2 separate regions of the Oryctolagus cuniculus genome follow, and region 1 is linked to region 2. The links are chromatin contacts, called in public Micro-C maps. All regions are on one chromosome and are shown on one strand. The core of a region is the stretch at or near the end of the contact, and the rest is flanking DNA. Distances in the headings are between cores, read along the strand shown. Region 1 has its middle 66 kb from the start of SPSB1. Region 2 has its middle 39 kb from the start of SLC25A33.

Evidence for each region. A called contact is a pair of places that touch in the nucleus more often than the background predicts.
Region 1: a contact with region 2 is called in a Micro-C map of ear pinna, with 1.6 times the contacts expected there. The contact joins two enhancer-like sites. A contact is called at or near these places in 2 of 6 Hi-C or Micro-C datasets (ear pinna and psoas muscle).

Annotation. Positions count from the first base shown.
Region 1 is chr7:158,635,474-158,639,666 of mOryCun1.1, reverse strand. No RefSeq gene overlaps it. Among named protein-coding and RNA genes, the nearest start is that of SPSB1, 66 kb to the left of the region's middle. Within about 2 kb of position 2,261, at least 6 of the 8 cell types and tissues checked have an H3K27ac peak or open chromatin away from gene starts, as enhancers often do. A contact at or near this core is called in ear pinna, where this site is marked.
Region 2 is chr7:158,568,007-158,572,068 of mOryCun1.1, reverse strand. No RefSeq gene overlaps it. Among named protein-coding and RNA genes, the nearest start is that of SLC25A33, 39 kb to the right of the region's middle. Within about 2 kb of position 1,703, at least 5 of the 8 cell types and tissues checked have an H3K27ac peak or open chromatin away from gene starts, as enhancers often do. A contact at or near this core is called in ear pinna, where this site is marked.

The sequences.
Region 1 (4,193 bases), core at 1,012-3,511, 67 kb before region 2:
GTTCCCAAATATTCTCATCATCCCCTGTAGCCACTAAGCAGTCCCCATGTCCCCTCCTCCTGGCCCCTGGCACTATCTCCTAGGATCAGCGTGGTCTTCTCACCTGGCTTATTTCACTTCCAACTGGCGCTTTTTTTTTTTTTTAAGATTTGTTTATTTAAAAGTCAGAGTTACACAGAGAGAAGGAGAGGCAGAGAGAGAGAGAGAGAGAGTGAGAGAGGTCTTCCATCCGCTGGTTCACTCCCCAGATGGCCGCAATGGCCGGAGCTGTGCCAATCCAAAGCCAGAAGCCAGGAGCTTCTTCCAGGTCTCCCATGTGGGTGCAGGGGCCCAAGCACTTGGGTCATCTTCCACTGCTTTCCCAGGCCACAGCAGAGAGCTGGATTGGAAGTGGAGCAGCTGGAACTGGAACCGGTGCCCATATGGGATGCCAGCACTGCAGGCGGCAGCTACACCACAGCGCCAGCCCCACCCCTCCCCTTACGCCCCTGGGGTCAAATGAGGAGATCTCACGCAGGGTGGTGGGAAGGGTTGGTGAGTCCAGGTCCGCTGTGCGCTCAGGACGCGCTCCGGCCCAGCCCAGCCCCGGCACCCAGAGATCGTTGCTTGTGCCTGAAGTCGCCACATGGCCCTCTCCTTGGAGGGCACCTCACAGGGCGACAGCCTGGGGCCCCTGGACAGAACAAGATCCGCGTTTCTGAGAACCGGTTGGTTCGTGAGCAGAGCCAGCGCAGAGCAGGGCCGTCAGGGTCTCCGAGGCCTTTCTCAGCCTCTCTGGGCCCCCGGGCCGCGTGCTGTTCATTTCCTGGGCTGCCGTGACGCCGTGCACGGTGTGGCTTCAGACACCGCACAGTTATTCTCAGCTCCGGAGGCCGGAAGTCCCAAGTCAGGGTGTGGGCAGGTGGGCGGGGCTGCCTCCCCCTCGGGGTCTCCCTGAGGCTCCTCCCCTGTCTCATCCAGCTCTGGGTGGCTCCAGGTGTCCTTGGTGTGTGGCTGCCCCACTCCAGTCTCTGTCGTCATGTGGCCTCTCCTGTTTCTCTGTGTGTCTCTTTTTTTTTTTTTTTTTTTTGACAGGCAGAATGGACAGTGAGAGAGAGACAGAGAGAGAGAAAGGTCTTCCTTTGCCGCTGGTTCACCCTCCAATGGCCGCCGCTGCAGCCGGCGCACCGCGCTGATCCTGGCAGGAGCCAGGAGCCAGGTGCTTTTCCTGGTCTCCCATGGGGTGCAGGGCCCAAGCACCTGGGCCATCCTCCACTGCACTCCCTGGCCATAGCAGAGAGCTGGCCTGGAAGAGGGGCAACCGGGACAGAATCCGGCGCCCCAACCGGGACTAGAACCCGGTTTGCCGGCGCCGCAAGGTGGAGGATTAGCCTATTGAGCCACGGCGCCGGCTCTCTCTGTGTGTCTCTTAAAGGCACTTGAAACCGAGTCAGGGCCGCCCCGATGACCCAGGGGGAGCTCATCTCGGGGTCCCTAACCCGTGACATCGGCTGAGACCCTCTTTCTAGAGCAGGCCACGGGGTCCAGGTTCTCGACTTCTTTTGGAGGCCACCGTACAACCCCTACACACACAACAGAGTCCCTGGTGGCACCCACCCCTGGGGGGCCCTGGGGATTTGTGGGGTGAAGCAGGTGGAAAGCACCCTGGGCCCAGGCCTGCGGCAGGTGATGCCAAACTGGCAGGAAACCCTCCCACCACGGGTAGCCCCAGGCCTCCTGCCTCTCGCCGTGGCCCCTTGCCCCCGTCCCACCCAGCCAGAGCTGCTCCAAACAGCTTGGGGTTCTCCGAGGGGGGCGCCAGGGTTGGCTTGCAGGCCACAGGGCCAGAAACAGTGAGCAGAGTATTATTCTCTCTCTCTCTCTCTCTCTCTCTCTCTCTCTCTCTCTCTCTCTCCTTTCTGACCAGCACAGTGGGTGCACATCCCGGAGTTTGCAAGGGTGGGCATCGCTCAGAGGTCACAGGAAACAGAGGCTGAGCCCAAGACACCATTCCCCGCCCCCGCCTCCCGCCACCCCCCCCCCCGCCAAGCCCCCACCCCCCCACCCCCCGCGACTGCGTCTTGCTTGGGGACCCAGGGACGCAGCCTGCATCCCCGCCCGGGGCTGCTCCAGCAGCCTGGTGCTCTGACTTGATCGTACAAGGAAATGGAATGTGAGCTCGGGGCTATTTAAAGCGCAGGGAGGCCAAAGCGCAGGGAGGCCGGAGGCGCGGCTGGGGCGGCCCGGGGCTCCTCCGAGCACATGGTTTGATTTACGGGAGAGCCGCTTCAGACAGAGAACTATTTGAAGCAGCTGCCAGACGTTGTGTCTGAGCTGCGTTTTCACAACTTGCTTACTGGCTGGCAGCCTGCCTCCCGCCAGAGTTCAGCTCGCCCCGGCGGGTTCAGCGCCCTGGCTGGGTTCCCCCGCTGGGCCCGGCCTGTGCGGCCTCCAGGGGAGCCAGGGAGGGAGCTGTGTGTCCAGAAGCCCCTGCCTCCCTGCGGTGGCAGCGCGGTCCTAGCGTCTAGGAATGTTCTGGACTGTTGAGCTGAGGCTCACTGCTGGGCCCCCTGGGAGAAAGCCCCACCTGCCAGGACTGTCCCCAAGCACCTGGTGGCCTGGGAAAGGCGACACAGACCCACAGGGCCTGCTCCCTTTCTTTGCTGTTCTCCCCTACTCTTCCCACTGGCTCATTTCACTTTGGTTCCAGCCCCTTTAGGTGGACCGTGCAAGACCACAGGGGACCAGGGCCGGGAGCACAGCTCAGCCAGGGGCTTCTGGAAGGTTCCCAGCCCTCTGGAAGTCCCAGTGAACCCGGGAAGCCCCAGGGAAGCACCAGGGACCAACCTGCCAATCAAGTTCTCTGCATTGGACCAGGTCAGCCCTGGAGGGACGGCCAGGGTTTTCCCAGCACCGACTATCGGGGTTCACTGGAGTTGGGGTGTTTCTCAGGCCATGCCCTGCCAGGGAGACCTGGGGCGGGCCAGAGGCCCGTGATTCGGCCCCGGCTATGTGAGGGCACGTGGACAGGACGTCTCAGGAGCTCTGCCCTGAAGCCGGTGGGTGACAGGAAAGGGGTGGGCCTTGGGTGGAGGCGGCGGGATCCATCTCGCTGCTTGTGCAAGCACCCGCGTCCGTCCAGGACCCACGTCGCCGCCAAAGTGGACAGAGTGTCCGGCCCCCTCCTGAGAGCGCCAGACATGTTTGTCCACTGGAAAGGAAAACATCCTCTGGACACACTAGGCCTTGGCTCTCCCTTGCATGAGGACCCAGCGACTGCGGGGCAGGGAGGGAACAGCCTGCAGCCCCGGGGACCCCGCCCTGTCCCAGGGGATACAGAGTCCTCCAGCCTGCATTTCTGACAGCTCTAAAGAACTTCTGCAACCCCCTAACACCCAGCCCCAGAGAAAAGATCAGCATAAGTCACCCTCTCCCACCAGCCAACCCAGAAATGACAGTGGAATCTAGAAAGTTCCAGGCTGGCCTGCTGCTGGGGTGAAGCCGGCCACAGCCTGCAGCCGTGCAAAGGGACATGGGTCAGGGCTCAGGAGATCAGGGATTTGGACTCCGAACACCCACCACTACCGATCTGGCCTTAGCCTCGTCTGCCTCTCCCGTAAAGTGGGCACAAGGGTGCCCTCCAGCCAGCTCATGGTGTTGCAAGGAACAGATGAGGCCTGGGGTGGGGCCTTGAAGGGCCCACACACACGCAAGGTCTTGCCACACTGCTTATTTGCAGGCAAGTGGGAAAAAACATTTGTCCTAAAAACGCCCAGACCCCCCACAACCTGGCGGCTTCTCCTGGCTCTCCCGCAGCCATCGTGAAGTTGGGGACACCCTCTGAGGATCGCCCAGCCCAGCCCTGGCCTCCTGGTGGGGGAGCTGGAATGTCATCTCCTCCAGCTTCGGCAAAGCCACGAGGCTGAGGCGGCAGCCCCACCAGGACTCGCCTGGGCGGGTGGTGCTTGAGGACATCCTGCGACCTATGAGAGTGCAGAGGCCTAGCACCCAAGTTGGGAGGCCCTGTCGGGGTGCAGAGTAGAGGTTCTGCTGCAGACCCCCAGCTTGCGTGACTTGACCCCCTGGTCTGTGCACCTGTGGGTGCCAGAGTCAGAGACAGAAACCCCCAGGCTCCTGAGCAAGAGGCCCAGCGGCTGGGTGCCGAGCAGCAGAGCCGGGAGATGGAGCTTCCGGTGATGCAGGGCAGGAAGTGG
Region 2 (4,062 bases), core at 454-2,953:
GGCAGGGTGGGGGTGGTCCCGGGCGGGGTCAGGGGCTGCTCCTCACCCTGGGCCCCTCGGCTATGGGAAAGTGCACGGTGTGTGAGAATTGTGCGCTGACATTTGCACACTTCCCTCGTGTGTGTTAACTTCAGCAGGAGGCTGGAAGAACCAAGGGCTCCAACCACAGAAGTAAAACATTAGCCCAGCGTCCCGCCCGACTCAGGCTGTGTCAGAAGCATCCTCACAGGACCACAGCAGCTCTGCCAGAGAAGCCGGGCTGTGTTTCTTGGGTCACTGCTTTCCCAGGTGTTTGGGAAGGGAGGGGAGCGGTTGACTCATTTTCCTCACTCTCCCCCCACCACCCTGCTCCGCCCCTGCCCCCACCGTGCGGGGCTGGATGGGGCCGAGGGCCGGGAGATTTGGGCTGTTGCCTTGGTGATGCTTAAACATTGGCTTTGAGTGATGGTGGTAAAATAAACCAGCAGGAGCCCTGGGGAGCTCCCACCAGCCCTGCCCGCTGCTCCGGGTCCTGAGTCACAGCCCCAGGCCAAGTTGGCTCAAGTGGATGGGGCCTTCAGCTCCCTGCTGCGGGCACAGGGGGCAGGCCGGGGGCCGGTGTGTGCCGGACACGCCAGGGGGCCAAGCTCCTGGCCGAGTGTGCCGTCTCAGCCACCTCTCCTCTGGTCCTCTCGCAGGCACCGGTGAGAACCCAAATCCACCCACTGGGAAAGCGTTGTCTGTGTCTCGGACGGAGCCAGTGGGGCGAGAATTCTGTGTGCAGAAGGTGAGGGCAGAGAGCAGACAGCTGTCCCCAGAGGCCCCGCCCGTCCCCCAGAGGACCCTGTCCAGACCTCAGCCCAAGATCACTTCTCCACTGCAGACCCGGCTCCCTCCCTCGCCAAGGTGCTCCTCCCCTTGGAGCTGGGCGGCAAGCCCTTAACTCCTCGGGGCCTCAGTTTCCCCATCTGTAACCCATCACTCTGACAGCCAGGGACAGGCGGGATCCAGACTCCACCCTGGGAAGGAGCCCACTGACACCCAGCCCAGCGCTCCCCACGCAGCTGGGGCAGATGTGCATGCGAGATCCAGGCCTGGGGGAAGCAGGAGCCCTTTGCCTTCCTCCAAAGCCGCCAGATGCTAAACCTCCAGTCCAGCGCTGGCTCCGGCGGCCACCGGCCCTGCCATGCGCGCACAGGCGGGTGGGGAGCTCACACGATTGGGCAGAGCTGGGGTGGGGACAGCTCCCTCTGGGCAGCGCTGGGAGGGGCCGAGTATTTGACAAGCAGCATGAGGTCACCCTTGTCCTCCCTCTGGGTGGGATGTGTCAGCAGGCGCAACTGGCCCGCAGGTCGTGATTCATGGTGGTGAGGGCCTCCGCCCTCCCCCCCCCCCCCCCGTTTCCCAGCTGCCTCCTCGCTCTTCTCCCTGCGATCCGGCTGCGGGCAGCTGGTCAGGGTGAATGAGCTCAAGCAGGAGCCGGGGTCCTCTGCAGGGCCACAGGCTGCGCCCTCACGTGCAGCCCACGGCGGCCCCAGGGACGGTGGCACTGGAAGGGTGGTGCGCACCTACTGTGTGCTGTCCGTCCAGTGCCCTGTGAGAGGGCGCGGTCCTTCCCAGGAATCATGCTGCTGCCACCGAGGCCTTTTGAAGCTCGTTCTCTCACAGTGGATGGGCCGGAAGTCCAAGGTCGGGGTGTAGGCAGGTCCGTGCTTCCTACTGAGGCACTCGGGCCGGACCTGGTCTGGCCTCTTCCAGCTCCTGGAGGCTCCGGGCGACCCTGTAGTCTCTGCCTGTGACCCAGGGGCTGCCCCCGCTGTGGTCCTCCGTGTCCCCTCCTCGGCCTCGAAGGACACCAGCCCCTGGCTGAGTCCACCTGGAGCTCCTGAGTGACATCTGCAAAGGCCTCCGTCCAGACAAGGACAAGGTCACGTTCCGAGAGTCCTGGTGGACGTGAGCTGTGAGGGCCATGGCAGCGGGGCAGCGTTAGTGCCCCCTTTCCCAGGCGAGGGCGCTGAAGCAGTTTGTCCGGAGTCCCTCGGCCAGGAGGTCAGGATCTGAACCCAGGCCACAAGGCCCAGGATCCCTCCGGTGGGCCCTGCCATCCCCTGCCAGGTTGTTCACCCTGCAACGTCCAGGTGGTGCTGCACGCAGCCGCATACCCATCCTCCGGTCATTCTCGAATCTCAGCCCCGGCAAGGAGCTGTCAAATCTTGGCGGCAGTCAGCCCATACGGAGCGGGTCGGGGAGCGGAGCTGGGCCGGCCGGTTGGTAAGGCATGTGGCTCCATGACTGTGTTCTGGGGAGCCCAGGGGCATCCCTTGACATGAGACCCCAGGCCGTGGTCAGCCCAAGGCCAGCTCAGATCCTGCATCCAGGCCGGACGAGCCCAGTGCCAGCTTACGGCTGTCCCTGCCCAGCCCCAGTGAGCGGGCACCGAGCGGCCAGGGAAGAGAGTGCGGGTGGAAACCGCCGTGCCCGGAGGGGCTGGCGCGGGCTCGCTCTGGAAGCCTCGGGCAGCTCTGGGCTCGGCCCCAGCCCAGCTGCAGGCTTCGGAAAAGCTCAGAGAGCGAGAGCCAAAGCCTCTTTCCCTCTGCAGCTCCAGGGTGAATGCGCAGCTCTTCCCGAGACACGCCCTCTCTCACGGTGGCCTCCCCAAGCAAGCACCCCAGTGCCAAGCAGTGATGGGAATCCGGCTCTCCCCGAGTGTTCCCGGCTGTCTGTCGGAGCAGCAGCTTGGACCCCAAAGAACAACAGCGCCCCTGCGGCGCCCGAAGCCAGGAGGAGAACAGGACAGCGGCTGAGAGGGAGCGATGCAGAACCCGTCCGCGAGCCCCCACGAGCAAGACGCCCTCGGCATCGCCCTGGCACGTGAGCCCCACCAGGTCTCAGGAAGGCAAAGGAACTTGCCTGTGAACGAAGCAGCACCCGGGCTTTTCCACGGCCCTGTGCAGCAGGAAAGGCCTGGCCCGGGACGGCAGCTCCTGGCTCAGCACCCACATCATGCCCCAACCCCGAAGGCTGCAGGAGGGAGGAAGCAGGGAGATAGGGGAGAAGGAGCCACGTGGCCGGCAGCCCCTGCACCCCGGGAGCACCCCAGGGTGCGGGGGCGGGGGCAGAGGGGATGACAGCTGTGTTTTTATTTTTTATAAAGGTGGGATTTGCGTAAAATAAAATTCACCATTTTAAAGTGAATAATTTGGGGCCTGCTTTGTGGCACAATAGGTTAAAGCACCACTCGGGATGCCGCATCCCATAGCAGAGAGCCGGCTCCGTCTCTGCTGCCCAGCTTCCAACCCCGCTCCCTGCGGAAGTGCCTAGCTTTCCTCTGTGTGTGCGTGCGTGCGTGTGTGCGTGTGTGCGTGTGTGTGTGTCTTCCTCTGTGTGTGTGTGCGTGCGTGTGTGTGTGTGTGTGTCTTCCTCTCTCTCTCTCTCTCTGTGCATATATGTGTGTGTGTGTATTTGTATATGTGTGTGTGTCTGTGTGTCTTCCTCTCTCTCAATCTCTGTGTGTGTATATATGTGTGTGTGTCTCTGTGTGTATATGTGTGTATGTGTGTATATGTGTGTGTGTCTTCCTCTGTGTGAGTGTGTGTGTCTTCCTCTGTGTGTATGTGGCTTTCTCTCTCTCTCTCTCTCTCTCTCTCTCTGTGTCTTGCTCTCTCTCTCTCTCTCTCTCTGTGTTTCTCTCTCTCTGTGCATATATGTGTGTGTATGTGTGTATATGTGTGTGTCTGTGTGTGTGTCTTCCTCTCTCTCTCTGGGTGTGTGTGTGTCTTCCTCTGTGTGTGTGTGTGCGTGTGTGTGTCTGTGTGTGTGTATATGTGTGTGTGTGTCTTTCTCTGTGTGTGTGTGTGTGTCTTCCTCTGTGTGTGTGTGTGTCTTCCTCTCTTTCTCTCTCTCTGGGTGTGTGTGTGTCTTTCTCTGTGTGTGTGTGTGTGTGTGTCTTCCTCTCTACATCACGGGTGTCAGGGCGCTTCCTTGGGAAACACGCTGATGGCTCGGCTTTATCCTGAGGAGGACAGAGCCAGATGCTCCGCACAAGTCAACAGCTATACAGCGTTACGTGGCTGGGATGTGAAA